2 separate regions of the Sus scrofa genome follow, and region 2 is linked to region 1. Evidence: chromatin contacts called from public Hi-C data. All regions are on one chromosome and are shown on one strand. The core of a region is the stretch at or near the end of the contact, and the rest is flanking DNA. Distances in the headings are between cores, read along the strand shown. Region 1 has its middle 4.8 kb from the start of AGO2. Region 2 has its middle 9.5 kb from the start of CHRAC1.

Region 1 (2,700 bases), core at 177-2,676:
GCAGGGCGTGGTGCTGTCGGCCGGGCTGTTCCTGGTGGAGGAGCGTCAGACCTGCCCACCGTCCGTGCTGCCATGGAAACCAGCGAGAGTTTGTGACGTTAGCAGCAGCCGAGACACCCTCCTCTCTGCCGGGAGATGGGGCCACCCTGTCCCCTTAGAGCAGGCGGTTCCTGAAAGTGTACGGTCACGAGCCCCTTTGTCAGCCTGGTGACGCTTATGGATGGATCCCTGTCCAGAATAATGTTTGCGAAGCATAGAACAAAATACTTAGGATGGCAAAGAAAAACCAGTCATATTGAAATAATTACCAAAATAGCAAAACAAAAGGGTGACAGAGTAACCAGGGGTCCTTCTCGCACTCAATAGCAGCAGGTCTAATGAATATCGGGGAATTGAAGCGGTGGTGAGTTTAAAACATACTTTCTGGCATCTGTGCCCGCTGATGAGAGAGCCCGTATTTCCTGCGAGCCTGGGCACACAGACCTCAGTAAGTGGTGGGTAAGATTATGCTCTCAAATGCTAATTGAGTGACCTCGGTGAGACTGGGTTGTTACGGTCTGGTGGTGCATGTCTTCTTAAAATCGTGTTTGGTTCATACACATCTGCGCTCTCAGGAGCCCCTGAAGCACCTGGCTTGCCGGCAGAGTGCACGGCTCAGGTGGTAGCAGACTTGTGTCTGAGTCTGGCTTTGCCTGTTCGTCACCTTCCGGGGTTATAGGTGCTTTTATTTTCGTTGTATTTTTCTGCGTCTTCTGTATTAAGTGTGTGTGTTGATAATGAGAGAGAAAACTACAGCCCGGAAAAGCTTCACTCATTTTGCATCCTCCGTGGCGGGTGGGAAACCCGTGGCTTCCCTGAGTGGGCTCTTGCCCCCAGGGGCGCTTCCGGAAGCCCCCTGCTCTAGTCAGTGAGGCGGGCAGGGGGGGCCCGGGGGCTCAGGATGGCCCCGCCCACGAGCTCTCTGTGACCTGGTGCCTCTGCAAGGGTGCCAGGCTTCTTCTCTTGGAGGGGGTCTGTGAGGTGGCCTCTGTTGTGGGCGTCCTGCCCTCCCATCCCCCCACCAGTACTGGTGCCAGGATATGTCCCTGGCTCCTTGGCTCTGTGACCTGGGCCCCATCCAGGTGGGGTGGGGGGAGGTGGCTGTGCAGCTTCAAGTTGTGTCCATGTGTCGCCATTCCACACTTGGTGCCGGGGTGGGGGAGGGTGGCACTGGGATGTGGGATCCACTCTGGCCAGGGGGCTCCCAGGAGATGGCAGAGGGGGCTGCGTCCCCCAGCCCTGCTCTGTGGCCCTCCCCTGGACAGTCGGCAGCAGTCCCGACCGAGGGGGCAGGCTTCTGTAGGAGGACCAGCAGCGCCCTTCGGAAGCTTACAGTACGATGACAGGTTCGCGCGCCTGGGAGCGCTCACGGCTCCCTGGTCTCTGTGACCCGGTTACTCACACAGGAAGTCCGTGACTCACTCACTGCATGCTCCCCTTTCACTGATTGAGCTGTGGCTCTAAAAACGGAAATTTTAAACACGGGTGTGGAATGATCAGCGGTTCAGCAAACACTTGGTGCCCACTTTGTGCCTGCCACTGTGCTAGCTCTCAGGCCTGGGAACCCGGCCCAGACCTCGCCCTGTCCAGAGGACGGGGCTGGTGGCTGGGTCACGAAAGTGCTAGGGGCTGCTGGCAGCTCATTGCCCCCCCACCCCCGACAGCCAGTGTTCCTGAGTGAAGAAGGCTTTGCCTTCCCCACCCCAGTGCTTCCCGCCTCTACCTCCCAGCCGCCCAGAGGCAAGGCTGACACCTCCGAAACAGCGGGACAGTCAGAACTGTTGGATGCGTGAACTTGGGGACTGTGCCAGGCCTGCTACCTGGGTTGGGGGGTTGGAGCATAAGCTGCATTTCTCCAGGAAGAGTGGAGAAGGTGGGAGGGAGCCTGGAAGGGGGCGTCACTGGACATGGCAGGGGCTCGGAGGTGGGTGGCATGCTGGTGGTGCTTGGGGCTGGGTCCCTGCTGGGCTGGCAGCAGAGCCGTGGCCAGGTCAGTGGTGGTGACCTAACGCCTACTCGGTGGTGTCTCCTTGGGGACACCTCCCCCGGGGCCGCCTCCTCTCGGGCTGCTCCCTGGGCTTCCATTTGTTCGTGGACGTTGGTGGCACCCATTGCTGGGAGCCCGGGCTGAGGAGGAGAGCTCGTGCTCTGGGTGGGCTCGGGAGCATGAGCCCACCAAGCCCCCCGCTCGTCCTTTCCCTCCATCCCCCAGAGGCACATGTGCTCGCCTCTAGATGATGCTGGGGTGGATTTGCAGAGTTCCCGGTGTCACCTGCAGTGCCCCTTCTTGGTAGGCTATCTGCTGGGCGCCTTCTCCCACCTGCCAGACGCGGTGGAGCTCTGGGTTCTCCTGGGTGCTCCCCAGGGTGTGGTTTGTAGATCCTGCCGCTGGTTTTGGCTCTACGCTCGGGACCCCCTGCTCACTGGGAAAGCAGGTGCAGGGTGTCCCCGAGGACGGAGGCCTGGCGGAGCCTTCGTGTCTCTCAGTGGGAGAGCTTCCTTCTCGAAGGTATGAAACAGAGTCCCCATCATGGCGCAGTGGTTAACGAATCCGACTAAGAACCATGAGGTTGTGGGTTCGATCCCTGGCCTTGCTCAGTGGGTTAAGGATCTGGCGTTGTTGTGAGCTGTGGTGTAGGTCGCAAATGTGACTCGGATCCT
Region 2 (2,700 bases), core at 179-2,678, 76 kb after region 1:
TGCCAACAGGCGGCTGGGACTCCCAGGGCACCTCCTCCACCCCCTCCTCGCCCACTCTCCACAACAGTGGCCTCCGGGGATTCTCTGGGCAGAGAGTGAAGCAGGAAAAGGCAGACCCAGTTAATAGATGGCTTTGTAAATACCCTGGCAGCAGGCAGAAGGGGAACCCTGCACATAACGGCTTCGCCCCCAGGGTGTGAGAGTAGAGGTGAAGGGGCGTCCCCCAGAGGCCCAGGGTCTACACCTGCTCAGGGGCAGCAGCTAACAAACTGACCGATAGTCCAGGAACTTGGAAAGAACAAGATTTGAGGTGTAAGAAGGAAGCGGTCCGGGCCGGGGGTTGTGGATGAACGTCTCAGAAGGGGGAGAGGGTGGGGGGTGGGGCGCCTGTGGGATGCTTGCCGAAGGGCTCCTGCTAAACAAAGGCCTCTGCTAAACAAGGGGCCGCAGCCGCCCTTAGACGTGTCAGGTGGCCTCTCTCCAGCCACCTTCCGGTGCTGCCCAGGGCTTGTTCCACTGGGACTGGGTACAGCGGCCACAGCCGCATCTCGAGCTGAGACACCAAGGAGGTCATCAAAAACCCTGGGTCTTTGCAACCTTCTGCTCCGTCATTTTTGGCAGGTCAGTTTTAGGCCTTGTGCTTCCTGCCTCGTGGTTCCAAAACGACTACTGCTGTTCCAGACTTCACCACTGCATCCACAGAAACAGGAGGAGGGGCCAGAGGCCAAAGGCTCTTTCCCGTTAGGTGTCAAGGCTTTGCCTTTGTACCGAGGAAGGGAGGACCTCCTTAGCAGCCTCTCCCTTACGTCTCATTTGTCAGAAGTAGGTCACTAGCTCAGCCTGAGAGCAATGACTAGCTGAAGGAAATGAGACTGCTAAGGGTGCTGGATAGCAATTAAGGCACATCCTCTGGGGCTCGCTTCCTGAGATCAAGGGCTCTCTGATCCCAACCGACAAAAATTGAGGGGGGCCGGAAGTGAGGCTTGAGGCAGGGATGGGCTGTAGGTTAGACAGGAACCGGTATCTGCCTGTGTAGCCAACATTTACAAATCTAGAGATTGCACTTAGAAATTCAACTCAAGGAGTTCCCGTCGTGGCGTCGTGGTTAACAAATCTGACTAGGAGCCATGAGGTTGCAGGTTCGATCCCTGGCCTTGCTCAGTGGGTTAAGGATCTGGCGTTGCCCTGAGCTGTGGTGTAGGTCGCAGACCCAACGTAGGTTGGCTGTGGCTGTAGTGAAGGCCGGTGGCTGTAGCTCCGATTCGACCCCTAGCCTGGGAACCCCCACATGCTGCGGGTGCGGACCTAAAAAGGAAAAAAAAAAGAAATCTAACTCGAAGAGCGGGGAGGTGAGACGACGGGAACCCCACATTGCCTCCCGGCAAAGTCGGCTGTGGTCTTTAGATGAGTCACGTGTTTGCCACAGGCCCTGCCGCTCTACCGCACACCTGCCGGCTTCACCCATGAGCCTGTGGTTTTGTGACCCCGACTTAGGAAGTAGTTGATTCAGAGCAGTCTGTTTGCTCAAGTGTTTCTCCCGTGGGGCTGGCACAGCATGTGGCGTCCAAGATGTAAATAAGATAGAAAACAAGTCCCCCTGCCTAGTAAGCCACGCTGTCACCCCGCATAAGAGGGCATGAGGGCTTTGCCTTCAGAAAGGCCTCGGCTACTTCCTACCTGCCCCCAGCCTGATTCCTTATCTGTAAGATGGGGGGTGTCGTCTCTCCCGCATCCCGGAGAAGCTTGTATGACCTCATGTACACACGCAGCCCAGGCAAAAAGCGTAGAAGCCCCCAGTTTCTTCTCCGGGAAGGAGGAAGAACCTAGGTACAGTGAATTCTAGGTGGAATTAGGAAGATTTGAGGGTTTTGTTTTTGCTTTTTAAGAATGCACCCGTGGCGTATGGAAGTTCCCAGGCTAGGGGTCGAGTCAGAGCTGCAGCTGCCGGCCTGCACCACAGCCGCAGCAACATGGGATCCGAGTCTCATCTGTGACCTACCCCGCAGCTCACGGCAATGCCATAGCCTTAAACCACTGAGCGAGGCCGGGGATGGAACCCACATCTTCGTGGATACTAGTTGTGTTTGTAACCCCCTGAGCCACAAGGGGAACTCCCAGGAAGGAAGATTTGTTTTTAAGAGCTGAGGCTGCATCTTACTAGCCTGTATGGCTGTATGGCTAGAAGTACTTAATAAACATTTAATGCTGATAATACTGATCATTTAGCTCCGTAGAAGGTAATTATACAAATCGTAAATGTAGAATTATGCCAGGCTGTCATTATGGATAATGGTGTGAGTACAGGGATAATGTGGGCCCACCGGGGCCCATCGTGGTGGTGGCTGCCAGCGGGCAGGCGGCTTACATGTGGGGAGCGGAAGGGAGGGACTGGCACCTGGGCAGCAGGGATGGGGAGCAGTCCGGGCCAAGGGGAGGGTTTGGTGGGAGCCCCATGGTCCAAGATGAGCAGAGGAAAGTCGTTGGAGGGTTTTCAGCAGGAAAGTGACAAGTGCTGATACATGTTTGTTGGGGATCATTTTTTTTTATTATGGCGAACACATGTAACGTGAAATTTACCTCGTAAACCACTTTCGAGAGTACAGGTCAGGGACATGAAGTACATTCACATTGTTGTGCAACCATCGGCACCGTCCATTTCCAGAGATTTTCATCTTCCCAAACTGAACTTCTGCCCCCGTT

What was found. A called contact is a pair of places that touch in the nucleus more often than the background predicts.
Region 2: a contact with region 1 is called in a Hi-C map of blood, with 2.0 times the contacts expected there. The contact joins two enhancer-like sites. A contact is called at or near these places in 9 of 47 Hi-C or Micro-C datasets (blood, differentiating spermatogonia, embryonic fibroblasts and 6 more) and 2 of 2 datasets of contacts at active chromatin or transcription factors (alveolar macrophages and skeletal muscle).

Annotation. Positions count from the first base shown.
Region 1 is chr4:2,960,640-2,963,339 of Sscrofa11.1, forward strand. No RefSeq gene overlaps it. Among named protein-coding and RNA genes, the nearest start is that of AGO2, 4.8 kb to the right of the region's middle. Within about 2 kb of position 1,427, at least 38 of the 83 cell types and tissues checked have an H3K27ac peak or open chromatin away from gene starts, as enhancers often do.
Region 2 is chr4:3,036,918-3,039,617 of Sscrofa11.1, forward strand. No RefSeq gene overlaps it. Among named protein-coding and RNA genes, the nearest start is that of CHRAC1, 9.5 kb to the left of the region's middle. Within about 2 kb of position 1,429, at least 9 of the 83 cell types and tissues checked have an H3K27ac peak or open chromatin away from gene starts, as enhancers often do.